Regions from separate parts of the Mus musculus genome. Here region 1 is linked to region 2. Evidence: chromatin contacts called from public HiChIP or PLAC-seq data. All regions are on one chromosome and are shown on one strand. The core of a region is the stretch at or near the end of the contact, and the rest is flanking DNA. Distances in the headings are between cores, read along the strand shown. Region 1 has its middle 26 kb from the start of Gm46262. Region 2 holds the start of Derl2 (Der1-like domain family, member 2).

Evidence for each region. HiChIP or PLAC-seq counts read pairs in DNA pulled down with a chosen protein or histone mark.
Region 1: an H3K27ac HiChIP or PLAC-seq map of the NIH/3T3 cell line shows a contact between it and region 2, with 8 times the contacts expected there. The contact joins the enhancer-like site here to the promoter of Derl2 in region 2. A contact is called at or near these places in 2 of 39 promoter capture datasets (cranial neural crest and hippocampal neurons), 7 of 115 datasets of contacts at active chromatin or transcription factors (the NIH/3T3 cell line, astrocytes, embryonic midbrain and 4 more) and 1 of 9 other capture datasets (embryonic stem cells).

The regions. Positions count from the first base shown.
Region 1 is chr11:71,994,542-71,997,609 of GRCm38.p6, forward strand. No RefSeq gene overlaps it. Among named protein-coding and RNA genes, the nearest start is that of Gm46262, 26 kb to the left of the region's middle. Within about 2 kb of position 1,555, at least 214 of the 459 cell types and tissues checked have an H3K27ac peak or open chromatin away from gene starts, as enhancers often do. A contact at or near this core is called in the NIH/3T3 cell line, hippocampal neurons and pancreatic cancer cells, where this site is marked.
Region 2 is chr11:71,017,946-71,020,846 of GRCm38.p6, forward strand. It overlaps Derl2 (Der1-like domain family, member 2), which reads right to left and starts at 1,358. Exons shown (of 7, transcript NM_033562.4): 1 at 1,199-1,358; 2 at 367-432. The coding sequence starts at 1,291. It overlaps Mis12 (MIS12 kinetochore complex component), which reads left to right and starts at 1,666. Exons shown (of 3, transcript NM_025993.3): 1 at 1,666-2,244.

The sequences.
Region 1 (3,068 bases), core at 305-2,804, 980 kb after region 2:
TCCTGTACAGAGAGAGAGAGAGAGAGAGAGAGAGAGAGAGAGAGAGAGAGAGAGAGAGAGAGAGAGAGCATCTCCCTGCTTCCTGACAGCAGACATGGTGTGTCGCCTCACACTCCTGCCTCCATGATAAAAGTACCTTTCAAGTATTTTTTTTCTTCCTTTAAGATGCTTTTATCAACTATTTTAATTATTACAACAATAAGAAAAGTGGCTGTTACTGTGAACAACAGCACTGTGGCCACAACCTACTTTCTACCACTCAAAAGGTTACTGGAGAGAGAGCCCTTCCAAGACAGGTAAGTTAGGCAGACTAGTTGTTGTTGTTGTTCTAACAGAATACCTTATGCTAGATACTTTGTAAATAAGAACACAATTTGGGAAGCTGAAGAACAAAACCTGAGTGGCCCTATCAATTCAGCTTCTGGTGAGGGCTCCCTGAATGTGTTACAACATGGCAGAGGAGCTAAAAGAGAAACAGCTTATGAATGCAGAAAAACCCAAGCCCGTGAAGTGACCTCAATTTATAACAATTCACTCTCTGGAACTGGAGTTACAATTGCTTGTGAGCTGCCCTGTGGTTGCTGAGACTCAAACCCAAGCAAGAGCGGCCAGTGTTCCCAATTACAGAGCCACCTCTCCAGTCCCTTGAACACTAACGTCTAAGTTGGGGTTTGTATTCTTGCACAAAGCATCACGACCAAGAAGCAAGTTGGGGAGGAAAGGGTTTATTCAGCTTATACTTCCAAACTGCTGTTCATCACCAAAGGAAATCAGGACAGGAAGTCACACAGGGCAGGAACTTGGAGGCAGGAGCTGAGGCAGAGGCCATGGAGGGATGCTGCTTACTGGATTGCTCTCCCTGGCTTGCTCAGCCTGCTTTCTTATAGAACCCACGAACACAAGCCCAGGGATGGCACCACTCACAATGGGCCCTCCCACTTTTGATCACTAACTGAGAAATGCCTTAGAGCTGGATCTCATGGAGGCATTTCTTCAAGGGAGGCTCCTTTCTCTGTGATAACTCCAGCTCAAGTTGACACACAAAACCAGTTACCACACCCATTTCAACACCCGCACACTGGGTAACAACCCCCCTAACACTTGACAACTGGGATACAAGCCACATCTACCTGTGTGGGATCAGCGGGGAAGAGCCTTCCAGAAGTGAAGACATTCCAAAACCCAGTCCCAAAAAAATAAAGCAAAGGGGACACATGATCTGAGAATAGGGACAAGCAATCTGAGAGCTAGTGAACTGCCTTGCACGGCTGGTGAAGAAAGGCTGGTGACGGAGGTAGAGATCCCTGAAGCCTACCATGAGGGGGACAGAGTATCCCACAAACCCTAAGAACTCTGGAGAGCTTACAGTGCGTTCAGGCTTTTACATTGCAACAATTCTATTTTCCTACGCCGTGCAGACACTCATCTGGCTCCTTCCCCTGCATTTGGAATTAATACAGATCGGTGTGCCCTAAAGGCTGGGCTAGAGGCAGCCTCTGAACAGCGCGCTGAGGAGAGTCTCAAGGGGTGACTAAGGCTGCACTCCAGGAAACAGGAAACTGGCAGAGGCAGGAAGTCCTGTGTGGCTGGAGCCCAACTCAAAAACTCTTCTCCTATCTGAGTCATAGCAAGACAAAGGCTGCTGTTGCCCAGCAACAGAAGCCCCAGCTCCGGGCTTGGATTCCAGCTGGCTAACCCTTCCCCTTCGGAGGAGGGGAATCTGATTTCCAGCTTTCTTTCTCACCTTCCTAAACTCACCTGCACCAAGCTACCTGACATTCAGCCTGTCCCAAAAAGCACCAGCTTGGGATGGAGGGTACAGAGTCTGCTGGGGCCTCGCCCAAGGGAGCACAGCTAACTAGTAGCAGACCCGAGCTGGGAGTACCAGGTGTTCTGGCTTCTTCCTTTCCTGCGTGAGACCTCTTTATCCACCAGGTGCAAGCCGGAAGTGCCTATGGCAAAAACATTGACGGCGTAGGAAAGAAAGATTGGTTCCAAAAGATGAAAAGAAAACCGAAAGATCAAATTGATTAAAACGTCGAAAGCTTATAAAGTTGGCCATTGCACAGGATTCGTGAATGGAGCGGTATAAAATGTATAATTGAACAGTCCCTTTTGACCAAGTCGTTTCTAAAGCAAATTTATTTTTTTAAAAAAAATCATTTGGTTTGTTGTAGCAAGAAATAAACCCGCACCTAATGAGAGATAAATATTATATATGACAAGAGAAGCTTCCAGAAGTAAGACGGTAACAACTCAGTGGAGGCTCTACACGGTACTAACCAAACCATCCTCTGGTAGACAGGGCTTTGAGTTAGAGCCTGAGCTAAAAGCTATCCCGGAGCAACTGAGTCCCGGCGAACTCTCCTCTCCTGAATCCCAAAGCTTGGTGTATAGCTAACTGAGCTGCAGTCTCGTCTCAGAGACAGCCGCTTCCCTGACTGAGCATGCTCACTGCAGCTCCCAACAGCCTGCAGAATCCGCTGATCCTATTAGTGATAAGGGGGCCAGGGAAAAGCCCAATCTCGTGTTGCAAACAGATTATGTTGATGGAAACAAGATAGAGGCTAGGTGCTCAGCGGCAGCGGGGTGCCTGGGAGCAGCTTCCCTATAGAAACAAGTAAGCACACCCATGCTGCCTGGGGAAACGGAAGATGAAGGTGCTGTAATCTCATTTTTAGTGAGATGATCTCCACATGCCTGAGGAGTCAGCTCCCCACCCCCACCCACCTTCAGAAGGCCTCTGGAGAGAAGTTTAGGGAAGCATATATGGGGTAGGGGGACACAGGCTCAGGACCTGGAGCCCTGGGCTCTACTCCTGGATATGATCAAACTAGCTGACATCAGCAGATAAATAGTTCACCCCTCTGAATCTCAATTCTCTTTGTGTATTAGATGGCAGGAGGGAAAGAGATGACCAACTCCACACTTACATCCAGCACTAAGAGGCCATGAAGGTTAGCTTCTCTCTGCATCCATGTAGTCCAGGTGCTCTGAGGTCTGAGTAATCCCAAAATCCCATCGGCCCTGCAGTAAAGGCTTCCTGGTCCCTATCTCTGGTTGACCAC
Region 2 (2,901 bases), core at 108-2,607:
AAATCTCAACACATCAAAGACACACTAAAAATTATGTTCTTAAGACAGTCTCTCTCTCTCTCTAGCTCAAGCTTATCCAGCACCTGCCATCCTCCTGCTTGCTCTGTCTGCACCTGGCTCCCCCCTGGCAACTCTAGTTTGGTATATAAGGAGTTCCCAAATACTTAGCAGCTCTCAAACCATTCTAGAGTCCAACCAGGCTGTGGAATGCCCTCTTTACATCTCAAAAAGACCTGTAATCAGAGATTCCCCTACTGGGTTATTTTTTTTGAGACTCTATTTCACAGGATTTACTACTTACTAAACGATACGAAAAAAAAAAAGATAATGAAAACATTAATCACAGTTGCTATATAGACCACTTACTTGAAAATGTTTAAAAATTAATTCAGGATTGAAGTATAACTGAAAAGGTGTGATCAATTCCAACTGCTGAAATGGAAAAAGAGCTTCTTGAAGCCGATCAACCGCAAAACAAAATTTCATCATGAACCACGAAGGATGAGTAGATCTAATCATTTCTGTCCCTTGGAATACATTTCTGTCTTGCTTGTGACAGCTGGTAAGAGATTCTTTAGAATTTGCACAACCGTTTTGTATAAACACACAATGTCAGTTTGATGTTGCAATATTTGAGGATGCTATAAGGCAGGCGGGTGAGCATATTTTAGAGACAAGCCAACAGCATCTTTTACAAATCTGTGCGTCACGTGGTCACCACCTCAGCTAGGTGAGACAACTCGGAATAAGGGGTTTAACTAAGACCCTGCTACCATTAGGGATAGGTACAAGCGGCCAGACACTTATATCCATAGGCCGTCTTTTGAAAGATGTTTCCAGATAGCTCGAGATTTCTATACTCAATATAATAGTCTGTGAACCTAGCGGACCTCACTCCCACTAGTCACCTGGACCTCTCAGACACATTTTTGGGTGGGCGGCTCCCGCACTTCTGATTCACTACAGGTCTGGATTTCATTTGTCTGAAACTGACCTGGCCCTTCACGAAGGGGCACACCCTTCTCAGGTCACTGGCTTGGCACCCTTGGGAATATCCCAAACCCTAGAGTCAGCTCCGGATGTCTCCACCCACCCCTGGGACCAGACCCACTGGGCTTCTCCGCGGCCCAAACCCGTTTTCTGAAGACGCAGTCATAGCTAGCCTGGAAAAAGAGGATGTGGCGCCACAGCTGCTCACCACGGCCGCGGTGGTGAGGACGCAGGCGGTAGTATAGGCGCGGCTGACCGGCGGGATCTGCAGGTACTCCAGCCGGAGGCTCTGGTACGCCATCTTTCCCACCGCGCCTGCCCCCCTTCCCCTTCCGCCAGTATGCCAGGCGGCGGGGCGGACTCAAAGCTGGCCTTCAGCCTACCCACTCCTGTCCAATCAGCGCTGCGTACTCGGACAGCCACCAATCGCTGGCGCCTTGGGGCCGCTCACCCACCAATCAAGAGTTGCGCCTCTGCGTCGGTCCATCCTTACTTCTCCGCCTACCAACGCAGAGAGAAGGACCAGTTCCGTCCGCCAATCCCTGCCGGCCACAGCTAGCTTTCCCTCCTTGTCGCCTTCCTTTTACCAATCGCAGTGGCTCCTTTTGACCCACGGCTAGCCAATCAGGAGTGCGATCCAGCCCGCCTTGGCGTTCGTTCGCAGAGGCAGGTCTCAGTCGATTCGGAGGAGCCGGTGTTACCGCCTTCTTCCAGCCGCTGAGTGTAGCTTGAAGGAAGTGGCGGGAAGCCGGTGTGGGGCGGAATCCATCACTCCCGGGATCGCTTCGGTAGGGGCTGTGTGCTCTCCGAGGAGGAGCGGAAAGGGCGGGACCGAGGAGTGGCGTCGGGGCGGCGGAGCGTTCTGTAGGGAATCCCTCCGGTCTGGCCGGCCTGGGTACGGAGACCTAGAGTTCCCGGCATGCATCGCGGCCGCGGGGTAGTACGGGAGCTGGAGCTGAAGGAAGCGCTTCCCGTTCTGCGGTTTCTGGGCCTTGTCTGTGGCGGTCGTAGGCTCTGAAGTCCATTACATTCGTCGAGACGGTGTGAGGACCTCTCATGTTTATCTTCAGCCGCAGGAACTCTAATCTAGCAGAGAAGAGACGGTAGATGAAGGGAAAGCGGAGGCGGTTCTTCAGGGATGTGTATTCGAACTGGCTCTGGAATCTGCGCCTACTGCATGCTTACTTGAAGGAAAGAAAATAGAATTAGATTGGGCTGGAGCAAAGACTATCCTGACCGTGGCAGACGTGTTCAGTAAGTTATAAAGAAGCTTTAAAAATTGTGGGACAAAAAAATGCGACCGTCAAGACTGGTAGGAACCAAGTAAAAAGTTGGAGAGAATGGCATTTAGAAGGAAGACTAGAAAGCTGAAAGTAGTTGAACCGACCTGTGGCTCCTAGCCACTCTGAAGGCTGAAGCCAGAGGATTTGTTCCATCCTGAAGTTCTAGGCCAGTGTGGACAACGTAGAATGGGAGCAAACACTGGGGAGTGGTCTTAGCAACTTGTTGGTAAAACTGCATCTTTATAGCTACTGCCTCATTATAGCATTGGCAGTGTCCAACAGAGAAAAGGCAACATTGGAACTTTTCTCAAAACTGGAAGTTTGGATGTAGGTATTTGGTTATGTAATCATGGCGCATCAATCCAGGAATGGTGAAAACTTGGAGGCAAAGTTAGAGTGCAAACTTAAGAGAATTATAGGGTGCAAGTGGTCAGTTGATTGGGTAATTTGTAACAGATGACCAATCTATTCAGATAATGAAAATACAGTCTTTAGGAAAGTCATCTCAATAGAAACAACATATGTGAAGGTGGAAGGTGGAGGTAGTTTCAGTGTCCAAACAGTATGCGAAGCCATATGGTCTTAGTCTTCAAAATACAGTGTGGGTCTGGGAATCTCGTGCTAGAGT